Linked DNA regions of Mus musculus: region 2 is linked to region 1. A link is a contact called in public HiChIP or PLAC-seq data. All regions are on one chromosome and are shown on one strand. The core of a region is the stretch at or near the end of the contact, and the rest is flanking DNA. Distances in the headings are between cores, read along the strand shown.

What was found. HiChIP or PLAC-seq counts read pairs in DNA pulled down with a chosen protein or histone mark.
Region 2: a contact with region 1 is called in an H3K4me3 HiChIP or PLAC-seq map of bone marrow-derived macrophages, with 4 times the contacts expected there. The contact joins the promoter of Tifa here to the enhancer-like site in region 1. A contact is called at or near these places in 16 of 39 promoter capture datasets (the 3T3-L1 cell line, 3T3-L1-derived adipocytes, the C10 cell line and 11 more), 1 of 484 Hi-C or Micro-C datasets (bone marrow-derived macrophages), 7 of 115 datasets of contacts at active chromatin or transcription factors (the 230-238 cell line, bone marrow-derived dendritic cells, bone marrow-derived macrophages and 4 more) and 3 of 9 other capture datasets (adipose tissue, liver and macrophages).

What each region holds. Positions count from the first base shown.
Region 1 is chr3:127,583,591-127,589,851 of GRCm38.p6, reverse strand. It overlaps Zgrf1 (zinc finger, GRF-type containing 1), which reads right to left. Exons shown (of 26, transcript NM_197997.2): 10 at 5,682-6,261; 11 at 5,058-5,196; 12 at 3,649-3,833; 13 at 1,715-1,911. Among named protein-coding and RNA genes, the nearest start is that of Zgrf1, 33 kb to the right of the region's middle. Within about 2 kb of position 3,646, at least 1 of the 459 cell types and tissues checked has an H3K27ac peak or open chromatin away from gene starts, as enhancers often do. A contact at or near this core is called in bone marrow-derived macrophages, where this site is marked.
Region 2 is chr3:127,786,589-127,792,849 of GRCm38.p6, reverse strand. It overlaps Tifa (TRAF-interacting protein with forkhead-associated domain), which reads right to left and starts at 2,978. Exons shown (of 3, transcript NM_145133.4): 1 at 2,679-2,978; 2 at 1,321-1,377.

The DNA of each region.
Region 1 (6,261 bases), core at 2,397-4,896:
CTGGCAGCTCACCAACACTGGTAGCTCCAGCTCCCGTGGACTCAATAACCTCTCCTGACCTCTACAAATATAAACATGAACATACATACACACTGACATAACATACATACACACTGACATGACCATGTGCATCAATAATTTATGAAAATCTTCTAAAAATGAATTTGAATGTTAAAGAATTATTTTAATACTTAACACACCGTGTTAAGTAAAGAACTGTAGTTGTACATGTTTATTTACTTTCATAGATGTTTTAAACTATAAACATTTTCTATCAAAGGAAGAGAATAATTCACAGACCTGTCACCAGCTTTAACAATAATCAAAACAGAAAAACTATTTAGAAAGCTAGACTATATAAATTTATATGGCTGTATGTAGAGGAATTATAATCCAGCAACATGGCTGCTCTGATCATATCCAAAGACCTTCTGGATCTGTTTGATCGGGCTGGAATGCAGACATACCCTTAGTATATACCTTTAAACCCTCTGGCTGGAATCCTTTGGTACACACCTTTAGTCCCAAACAAGGCCATTTAATTGAGGGGCAGACAACGTGACAAATCAGGAAAGATTTGACAAAATAAGTCAGAAATACGATATGCCCAAGTCTTAGGAGAAAAGCTATGTAAGAGCAGGGCAGGGAGAGAAAGCCAGTTGTCCGTGAGTTTGGAGGTAAGTGAGCTGGCAGTCAGTGCAGGGAGTAGTGCAGTGCAGTAGAGCTGAGTCCACTTCTGAGGTCATGAAGTCAGTGCAGCTCAGTAGAGGCAGGTGAAGCCAGAAAATAAGAACAAGCCAGAAGATTAGAACAAATTGCCAGAGTTAGTTTGAGGCCAAGCAAAGCAAATCAGTGAGAAGCTGAGAGAAGCCAAATTGAATCAGTCAGCTGGAAAAGGACTTTGAGCCAGAGCAGCTGAGGTGAACCAGCCAGCCAGAGTTCAGAAAGAACTAGAAAGAATGAGCATATTCAGCAGTAAGGCTCCGAGGTGACAACTATATCAGGCAAATCAAATTACATTTACAGCTGTAAAATTCGAATAATAATTTCTTACACATTATTGTTATGAGGATTTAGGAAAGACCCTGGCATCTATACATTTTCAATAAGTTATTAAATGCCTATGCAAACTATCACTATCTTTACCTCTTTAAGGAGCCCATTTTTATAAAGTTCTGCTTCTAAAACCTAATACTCTATTATCCTATCGGCTCTTAATTCAAGCCTGGGTATGACTTATTCCTGTACTGCTAAAGAGTTGTTACTGTTACTGTATTTGTAAATGGGGTTTCCCTTAGGTTTGTGAATACCCATGAGTAGAAAGGAAGTAAGGAAAGGAGGAAGGAAGGAGGGAAGGAGGGAAGGAGGGAAGGAAGGAAGGAAGGAAGGAAGGAAGGAAGGAAGGAAGGAAGGAAAGAAAAAAAGAAAAAGAAAACAAAGCAAACTATCTTTTGCCAGTTGTTGGAACATTATTGATATCACTTGATGTTTAGAGAGGATCAGAGAAACTTTAAAGCTTTACTTCCATTTAAAATTATAGGACTGGAAGTTGTCTCCTTCATGCTTTCTCCATCTCAATTTCTTTTAAAGCCGTTGATGGGTTTGAAATGTATATTAGTACAATGACTGTGCATGTGCAAGACTCTGGGACTGACCCCAGGGTCGCTACTTTCTGATATAATTACAGGAAATGGTATGATACCATAAAACATACCTCAACAAAAGCTGGCATTCTTCATAGACTGGTACCTTTTGACTTCTTAAATATGAGCCAATACTCTTAATATCATTAAAAACCATGGTGGATTGAGACGTATTCTGTGGTAACTGTCCTGGAGTCACTTCCTCAAGCCATTTGAAAAATTTACATTGATTATCTTTTGACTTATCACATGTATAAAAGAGACGGCCCTAAGCAGGAAGAAGATATGAAGAATTCAAGGGTTCAGTAGTAAGTGCTTGCCTACTATGCATAACTTAGTGAAAACAATCCTATTTCTATTTGTGTACCATTTTCTGCACTATCCTTGCAAAGCAATTTATAAAGTCTACCTGTTATTAATGTATTCCAAGTAATAAACTTTCTTATTAATTTAAGCACGTATTAAAATTATAAAGTATTACTTTCCTATTTATTTTTTCTTCATCAAGAGTATATTATTCTGAGAACAAACTTATTCAAGAAGCCAGGGAGCTGGCTCAGCATTAAGAGTACTCATTGCTCCTGCAGAAGACCCAGATTTAGTTTTCAGCAACCACATGACAGCTCATGATCACCTGTAATTCCAGATTTAGAGGATCCAGCACTCTCTCCTGGCCTCTATGGGCTCTAGATATGTATAAGGTGAATACATATATATGCAGACACTCACACATATACATTAAATAAAAATAAATAAATATTATTGTAAAATGTATTTAAGGGGTTAGAAAGATGGCTCAGTGATTAAGAGAACCTAGATTCAATTCCCAGCACCCACATGGCAACTCACAACGGTCTGTAACTTCAGTTCCAGTGGATGGATCTGACACCCTCACACAGACATACATGCAAGGCAAAACACTAATGTGCAGTCTTAAAAAAATGTATTTAAAAATTAGCCATAAGCCGGGCGTGGTGGCGCATGCCTTTAATCCCAGCACTCGGGAGGCAAAGGCAGGCGGATTTCTGAGTTCGAGGCCAGCCTGGTCTACAAAGTGAGTTCCAGGACAGCCAGGGCTATACAGAGAAACCCTGTCTCGGAAAACCAAAACCAAAACCAAACAAAAAAAAATAGCCATAAATTGTAATGTATTGTTCCCTAGTTAAGTGTCCACTAGACAACTTAACATCTACCAGAAACAACTACTAGCAATATTTTGTATTTTTTTTCTACATATACACACACATACAGGTTTTCTTAAAACAAAGTTCACTAAATGGTGCATTTTATACTCTGTAACCTAACCCTTTTAACAAACAGCATAGCATGAACATGCAAACATGTATCAAGTAATCTTGAAAAGAACACAAAGATGTTGATGGTCATTTATTTTGATCTATGGCCATGTTATTATTTATGAATTCTTGCTTTTGACTTTTTAAAGTCAAATTTACATATTCAACTAATGATGCATACAAATAGTGAAATTATTTTATTGCTATTATAGGCAAAAGCAGTTGTGCAAATGAGTGAAGGCTACCCACATATTACTAACCCTCTTTGTGATGCTAGGAATACACATGAGGTCACCGTGGTTTTCTACTCGCTTGGCCTGTCTAGTGCTGGTACAGCAACTTTCAACCTTCATGTCTTTCTATCTTATTTCAGCATTTTCTAGACCCTGAGGCAGAGGATCCCACTTCTCAGTGCTGACACTGTAGCTTAGGCATATCCTTCCTCTCTTGTGTGTGTCATTCTCTTCACTGTATCTGTTTGCATCCACTACTGTGCTGTGCAGTGAGTTCCTAAGAAGTTTGAAGGCTAACTTTAATTTATATTTTTGTATTCTGGAACACACACAGATCATTTATTCCATTAAAAAGCACTGATTATTGTGTTTATGATTATGTTTATGATTATTAATACCACAAAGAAAACTCATGTCTCAGTGTCCAAGAACCTAAACTATGCATAAGGCACTGTGGGGAGGGAGCAGAAGCAATACCTTATTTGGACCTTCTTTTTTAACCATGACAAGCTTGGCAGGTTGATTATGGTGGCAGGATGGTGAATTATTTTTTCCACTTCTCATTGTCTCTCCTTTTGACGATGTATAAAAGGATATGTCAACTTTGGAAAGTGCTTTGTACAGCCTTTGTGCCAATTCAAACAGCAATATATTCAGATGCTCTACCAAAAAAACAAAAAACAAAACAAACAACTGAAAATTAAATACAAAATTATATTTGTATCAAATGCTGTTTAGTCAATTTGAAAACAGCCTTTTAGCAGTCAATTATAACCCAATACTATAACATCCATTAATTTAAAGATTTATTTTACTTTATGTTTGTGATTCTCTGCATGCATGTAAGCACATCAAATGTGTCCAGTGGCACTGAGATCAAAAGACATTCCCTGGATGCCCTGGAGCCAGAGCTACAGATGGTTGTGCACAGCTAGGTGGGTGTCAGTAATTGAATCTAGGCCCTCTGACAGAGTAATGAGCACTCTAACTACTGAGCCTGAACTCCAACTCGATAACATCCCTTTTGTACTTTAACATTGTCTTAATTTTGCCAAACTGGAACAAAAACAAGACAAAACAAAACAAAACAGCTTCAAAGCCATCCAAATAATGTATCCAATACTGCTGTATTATGTCCTTGTCTATCAGACTCTATTATACTCCCTATAAAGCACGTTTATAGCTGAGCCATCTCTGTAGCCCCTCACTGTAATAGTTCAATACATATAAATACTGTGCTTTTGGAAACCACATCATTTATTTATTTACTTTATTGTAATTGTAGTTTTTGAGACAGGTTTACTGTGTCTCAAACTCTCAAGCTCCTGCAGTCTCCAATGAGCTAGGATAACAGGCGGGTTTTAACAATTAATGTTTCAAAAGGCAAGTTTTGTTCTTATACCTCAAAACATTCAGACCTAATTATTCATCATACTTAAAAGTTTCCATTTAGAAATGACTCGGTGGTTAAGAGCACCGACTGCTCTCCCAGAGGTCTTGAGTTCAATTCCCAGCAACCACATGGTGGCTCACAACCATCTGTAATGGGATCTGATGCCCTCTCCTGGTGTGTCTGAAGAGAGCAATGTTATACTCATATACATGAAATAAATAAATAAATCTTAAAAAAAAAGTTTCCATTTAAATGTAATGGGTTCATTTGCTTCTATCTTAATAAATAAAAGTCAGAACTTAAAAAGTAGTGCGATGTCCCTCTTTTAAAGCTCAGTTTTGATCTAACATTAGAACAAAGGTACTGATAGGTACTAGACATGCAAACCAAATCTCCAGAGGTGACTATGAAAACCCAGAAAGCATTATGCGTTTCTGTAGTTCAATACTCACACCAAGTAATGTCAGTCAGAATAAAAACGTAACAGCCATACCTATGATGGAAGCTGTAAAGACCTGCCTATAGTGAGCAGGAGACTGGAAAACAGCAGGTATGTGAACTTGCCTTTGTGGGAGATAAGCTGATATTATTTTCTGCCCATTTGGGAAGCACAGATCAGAATTATTTATCTCCTGAAATAGAATGAAACCAGATAGAGGCTGAATGACATGACATGACACTTTTAATTCTTTTCATCAGCCTCTTAATATGATTTTGAATATGTTTTACTACAAGTGGATCACATTACATTTCTATTTCTGTCATGAGTAGGATAATGACTCATAGCAAATTTGGAATAGATGTGTGTGCCTTATCTTTAATAATTCAATCAGCAAGATTGATTTGATTGTCAAAAATAAAAACAATCACAGGGAGATCAGTACTGGAAGTCATGGCAGAAAGAGAGATAATAGCTAAAACTTATTAAATACTTTTTATATGGCCAGGACTGCAACCAGAGACTTTCAAATATACAATTCAATATTCATAACTACTGGGAAAGGTGTACGAAACAACTATCTGATCAAAAAGTAAACTGTCTCCAAGCTATAGTGCTTATCTTCTGTTGGAATCCACACAGCACCTGAGGGTGACAACGCACACGAGGAAACCTCACCTGTAGATCTTTGGCTCTGCAGTTCTTGCTGGCAGAGCTTCCTAACACAGTCTCATGTTCCTGAGTCTTGCAAGTCTGATTTAAAGTCAGAGAAAAAGCTTGCTTTCTGGAAACCAAATCCTGCTGCTGTTGATGGAGCAAGCCTTTTATCATCTGCAGGCGCACAGGGTCAACAGAACTTTCACTCTCACTTGTGTGGCTAAAATGCAAGCCAGACACCGCTTCAGCAAAGAGACCCTCGGTCACCTCGCTGGCAAGTCTGTTCGGAGCAGTTGAGTTGCACTGGGGTGGGTTTTGATATTTCAGCCACTTGCTTTGAGTAGAACTCTTAGGAAGCAGTGAAACACCTCCTGGAGTCCCACCCTGGCCCTCAAGTCCAAGGTCGAATGAAAGACCTGACTCTTCACACAGGTTCAACATGGAAGAACCAGAAGGCTCTCGCGCGTCATCATCAATCATGAATGAACAGGGATCTAAGACAGCTGGGCCATCATCAGCTGGCAAAGTGGCAAAGGGAGCTGAGGCTCCACTTAGAAACGGAAACCGTTGGAGGTTCTTACTGTCCTGGAAACCAATGGTT
Region 2 (6,261 bases), core at 1,729-4,228, 200 kb before region 1:
GAGTCCTTGTGATTCTTGAGGCTATGCTATGTTACTCCACTCTAGGCTGAGAAACTCATTCACCTCTCAGGAGGATGAAATGGCCACAAACTCTGACAGTTAGAAGGGTTTCTGCTTATGGTGCCTTTCCTGTGTCAGGCAGGGTGCTGGGTCCTTTGCTTGTGCCATCCCAGCTCATCTTCAGAATAGCTCCATGAACGACCCCTTTACAGGTGAGAGAGATGGAGCTAGGTAGAATGTAAAGAGTGGGTTCCGCTCCAAAACAAGGTGCCAAGGCCAGGGTCCAGACCCCAAGGCACTGTCTCTTAGCACTCCACAAACTGCCTCCCTTCCAGGGTTCACAGTTATACTTTGCAAACTATAGAAGTTAAGAGAAGGAGGGGGCTCAGATGCATGTGCTATAGCCAGCGAGCTGTGAACCTGGACCCCACACCACTGTTAAGGAGGGAAGTGTGGCTGCCTGCACTGCCTCATAAGAGGATGTGAACCAAAGCATTGGCTTGCTGCAAAAGCTGATCACCCTTACTCCTGCATAGGAGCACAGGCCTACCATTCACTGGCAAGTCTGCTGGTTGGTTGGAGAGTGGAGAAGGCAGATAACTAATCTGTTAACTTCCAGAGGCCCAAGGACCTTCTACAAAGTAGCTTGAACCCTTGGCACTTCAGTATTCAGTAGAAAAACAGAAATGAATAATTAACATAACAAATTTAAGAGTAGTAGTTGTTTTTTGTTTGTTTGTTTGGTTGGTTTTTAAGCCACTGGTGTGTAGAGGCTCAACAAAAGTTTTTTTAATTCTGCTAGTTTTAAATACCAAATACACAGAAGGCCAACAGACTGCAGTAGTAACCATGTTTGTCTTGGGAAGGGGAACCAAAGGGCCAGGAGAAGAGAGATTTCTCAGGGCACACCAGGTACAGGAAGATCTGTTCAAATATCTAACAATTTTTTTTTCTTTACAAAACCCATAAGCCATCATATTTTTGTGGAATAAAATAGAATTAGCGATAGTAAAGTATCATTTGGCAATGCGTGTGTTACACAGTATATTACTCTGTTATCTGACATCACAAAGTTGTCAAACATGAACATCTGGGGAACAGTAATAATCGGTTAACAAAGAAACTATTATAGAACAAGGAAAGAGAGGAAATGAAAAGCTACAGACAGGAGCCAAAGGCATGGCTCTTCACCCCCCCCTACACACACACACACACACACACACACACACACACACACACACACAATTCCTCCAACCCCCCCCCCCCCAACTCTCCAGGCTTAACCCTTTGCGTGCTGGATACCAAGATGCACACACTCACCTGAGAGTCTTCCAGTGGCCACAGCTAGATCAGGACTCCTGAGCCTTGTCTCCTCTCCTGGGAGAAAAAAGAGGGGTCTGTGTCGGTGTGTTAGGTACACCGCAGCACTGACAACCCAGCTGCGCACGCGGGACAAGCTGCTCCTAACTGACCCCTGTGTCCTGTGAAACCAGTGAAGGACTACCGGGCTTTGTTTTTGCACAAGGCTGATTGGTTGCAAATACCACAGATGAGAAGCTACGCAGAGATGTTTTTACTAAAATGAGCCAGGTGTCCAAACGGTTTAAAGGGAAGTTTGCACGGCTCCCCTGGGTAGGGGTCACGCATGCCATCAAGGTTTCTCACGTTTTTAGAATTTGCTGTAAATGGAGGTTCCTCTGAGTCGATATGCTAGCGATTGTGATTACAAGAAGGGAGTTTTTATTTTTGCAAAAAAGCTTCTCTTCTTGACAAACACCCGACACCGAGCTGGCAGAAGGGGAAGAGAAACTTGGAAGAAACAAAAGATAATTTTACTCTCTTGCCCAACTCCCTCAGTTGCCATGGCCCCACCGGGTGTCTTAGAAGACATTTGTCCGCGAATTTTACACCAAAGCAGACCTGCACTGCCGACTCAGCAGCCTTTCTGGTTCCCAATCTTTCAGAGAGAGTGGGGGCAACCAAGTACGGAGAGGAGAGCGTCAGGCAAGCTCAGCGCTTTCCAGCGTTGGCGATTCTCGCTCTGCCCACCCTCCACTTCTTATCCCCACCCCGGCCCCACTCCCCTCCCTGGCCGCGGACCCCCCACGGAGCCTCTCCCAGCAACCGGATGCGAATCCTCTGGGAAAATTGGAAAATCCCGGATCACAACGACGCTGGGCTTTCCTGTGACCCGGCTACGGCCGGGAGGTGGGTCTGGAAGAGGCTTGTGCACTCCGGACTGGGATATTTCCCAAGTTCAATAACAGCATGTGACGGCGGGGGACCGGGATGTCGGCTAGTGAGCCAGAATGCACAAGCGGCATCCTTCTAGTTTCCGATTGGATGAAAAGTTTGCAAGAATAGGAGAGGAAAGACATACACACACACCGCTCCCCTCCCCCAGTATTGTTCGGTTCCTCCCTTATTTTATAAAGATCACGTATTTCATAAGCTTAAGATCGCGCTGGCTATATATTTTTTCAACCTTTCCTTAGTATATAGTGCAAGACTGCCTGTAAACCAAGCCAAGGAGAGAGAGAGCGAGAGCGAGGGAGAGGGAGAGGGAGGGAGGGAGGGAGGGAGGGAGAGAGAGAGAGAGAGAGAGAGAGAGAGAGAGAGAGAGAAGCAGGCAAGCGACAGTCCCCCACTCTCAAGCTAAACAGGTGACCAATAGGTACCTGGGGACTTGGAGGTCCGTGAGTCTTGCGGAGCCTTCTGGTGGAAGCCTGGGGATAGGGGTGGGGGTGGGGGACCGTCGCTGCCAGCGCCGTGGGAGCTCGAGGAATCCGCAGGTCGCTGGTCCTCCCACGCCACCGAGCCTCCCACGGGCGCGCCAAGAGCGGCCTCGCGCGAGTGACCTCGGCAAAGCCCTTGCCGGGAGGAAAGCCCCGCAGAGCCAGGCAAGAGGCTGCCGCCGCCGTCCAGCCCTTTTCCACAGGAAGCCCTGCCCCCTGTCGCCTCTCTGAGGTCTCCTGACTGACCGGGTTTGAGTCGCCGGGCACCCGGGGCGACCGCACCTTCTCCAACAAGAGGCAGCTCTAGATGGCATGTGACCCGGGAGCTGGGCTTTGAGAAGAAAGGAACTGGGTCGGTTCCAGATTAAGAGCTGCTGTGGGGTGGTGGACCAGCAGGCAGTTGGAGGACTCGTTGGGGACCCTAAGAATGTGCGCCTGATCTCGGGCCTTGGGAGGCAGTGGCTACTCTCTGCTCAACCCGAGGCGTGGGGAGCGGATGAGAGTCCAGCCAGACAGGATTGGAACCTTCCTCGGGATGCTGCCACCCTGCGCACAAGCCGTCCAGAAGCCTCCTCACCTGTCACTTCCGGCTAACCAACCTTTCTTCGCCCAACACCTAGTGCTGAGTGGTGACAGGGGCAACAGCCTCGTGAGGGTCTTTCAGAGGACCGACTGGATACCCGGACACTAATTTCCGAAGTTCAAGGAGGTTGGGATGGAAATACAGAAGGCAGCTGTGGAGAGAGGTAGGAGAGGGCTTCTATTTAGGGAGAAGAGCGATGGAGAGCAGAGCGAAGAGAACCAGAGTGACTGTAGAAGTTGCCAAGGATGTTCTAGTTGTCCGTTCCGTCGTCCCCTCTGCTTGGGAACCTGAATAGCAATTCCCACAGTCTTTCCATGGAAACTGTTTATTTGTCTGGACTCTGTCCTTAATGTCAGGGGAGGTAGGTCTTTTTCTGGGACAATAAAATGATGTGGCTTCTGCACTGTTGTCAGTCTACTGGAGGGCCTCCCCCCCCCCCCCAATTCTGCTGGGAAGCCTCGGCTGGGAAAGGACTTAAGTACATTTAAGTGAGGCAGATTCCAGTAAGGGATGTAATTTCGTTGGTTAATGATCAACGTTTATTATTCCTTCTTGGAAGAAGAGACAGCCACGGAATCTTCTTTCGATTGAGCTGTATCAAAGCAGGTACAAGATAAGACATTGCCAAGTGATTGTGCCAAATAAACCCAGGCAATAAAGTAACATAAAAATCGGAGTTTCTGCTCTCAGATCTCTTTCTTGTTAACGGTTTTCTTTTTAGACAAGGTTTTGTCATGTAGCTCAGGCTAGCTTCCAAGTCAAGACCCTTCTGCCTCCTGTGAATCCTAGCGTCATGATTGTGCTCCATCTGAACTCTTTAATCTTCAAAGCTGAGTTGAAGAACATGTGAAAAAAATGTGACGAATAAGGGAGTAATAAAGTGATGGACATGGTCAAAGTGCATTAACACAAGTAGAGAAATAACATAGAAACCTTCACTTTATACTATTAATATTTAAGTAGGGGCTATTAACAACACTGACAGAAGATACAGGTTAAAATTCAGGATGCTAGAGGGCATGCTCTTTATTTTCCAGAACTGTCAGGCATGATTGATCCCAAAGAGACTCTAAGTAAGCATGCAGGTCCACATTAGAATCTAATCTCGGTCACAATTGCTTGACCCTGACAACTAGTTAAAAAATAATGGATCTTAAAACCGAAGATGAGCATGTGATCAGCAAGAATCAGGCAGGAGTGTGCACCTGAGAGAGAGTTCCTCTGCTTCCAGGCCTGAGGGATACTTGGCTGGCGCTGCAGTTACTGGCCTTGGCTTATCTCAGTTCAGATAGCTACAGTATCGCTCCAGTAATCTCCGCTGGCTACACTTCTGGACAAAGACAGAAGGTCCAGAATGAGTAGCCTGAAGCCTCGACTTGGGCAAAAGCCAAACAGAAATGTGCCCTCTTGTTTCTGTAACTTCAGTTTGTGGAGGCTTCTGAAGCCCCCAGAAGACATGCAGGAAATAAATGGTCTTAAGCCTCTCGTTCCTAAATTGGGCTGTCTTTTTTAATTATACCTTATTGTTGTCCATTCCTATGAGACCAGTGAAAGCAGGTTTTTTTTTTCTATGAAAATACCTTCTATTCTCCCGTTCAATTGTCATTTGGAGGCTTACTGCCTCAGTCTGTAACTTAGGCCTTGTCCTGAAAGCTTCTAGCCTCTCTACAATCTTATCTAGGCCTAGAGTGTGTGAAAGCAGTTTTTAAATGAGATTATTTCACAAAGTTACTTCAGATTTTTCTTCTTCTTCTTCTTCTTCTTCTTCTTCTTCTTCTTCTTCTTCTTCTTCTTCTTCTTCTTCTTCTTCTTCTCCTTCTCCTTCTCCTTCTCCTTCTCCTTCTCCTTCTCCTTCTCCTTCTCCTTCTCCTTCTCCTTCTCCTTCTCCTTCTCCTTCTCCTTCTTCTATTCAAGGCCAAATCTTAGGCAGCCCCGTTAGTTAGCTCTGAGAACTGCAAGACCCAGAATGTGCTGCTCTGACAAATGTGCTGAGAAGGGGAAGCAGAAAGAACATGATTAAAACATCCTGCATCAGAAAAACAAAACAAAACAACAACAACAAAACCACCCTTCATCAAAGTGTCAAGAATATTTTTTTTAATCTGCTAAGAACATGACTGTTAGAATTCATATTGGGTTTCTTCTTTTCCTTCCTCTACCTTCTCCTTTTCCTCCTTCTTTCTCCCCTCCCCCTTCTTCATCTTCTATAGTTCCCTTAAAGGAAAAAACAGAACAGAAAACCCCTCTCCCTGTATAGCCCAGCTTGGCCTCAAATTCATGATGTTCTTCCTGCCACAGACTTCCCAGTGCTACTGTGCCCAGTTCTGTGGTTTCCTTTTTTGAAAAGGGACCAAGAGTTCATCTTTTTTTTTTTTTCTGTTTGGTTGTCAGCCATTTCTCCAGCCCACAAATCCATCTTTCCATCAAGATGACCTCCAGGAGTGAGACTCTTTGCACTAGGAGCTGCTCATGGCTGCCAGTGTCTCCTTTCTAGTGGCTTTACTGAAGACCTCAACTGGCTTTTACCCTTAGCCTCCCTTGACTGAGCCAAAGGCTCTGGGTGGTGGGGGTTCATAGGAAGTACACTGAAACTGAGCTGAGCTCTTTATGGCAGTGGATATTCCATGAGCTAAGCCTGAATTGTTTACTAAGTCAAAAACCAGCAGCATCACATATGTTCTCGATACAAAAAGAAGGGTTTCCCCATCATAATGTTGAGTGACTTAGTAGTTAATGTGAAAATAATATCAAATGCATATAACTCCGCACATTTCTATTAATCCTTCAACAATTTGAAATACACAAATTCTATTCCTATTTTAAAAATAGGTAAAAGTTTGTCAAATCTCTCCTATTGCATTGATATTGTCACTGGATCTGCACCCCACCCCCATCATAGCATCCAATCCCCAGGGTATGGTATGGGTTGCAAATAATTTCTCA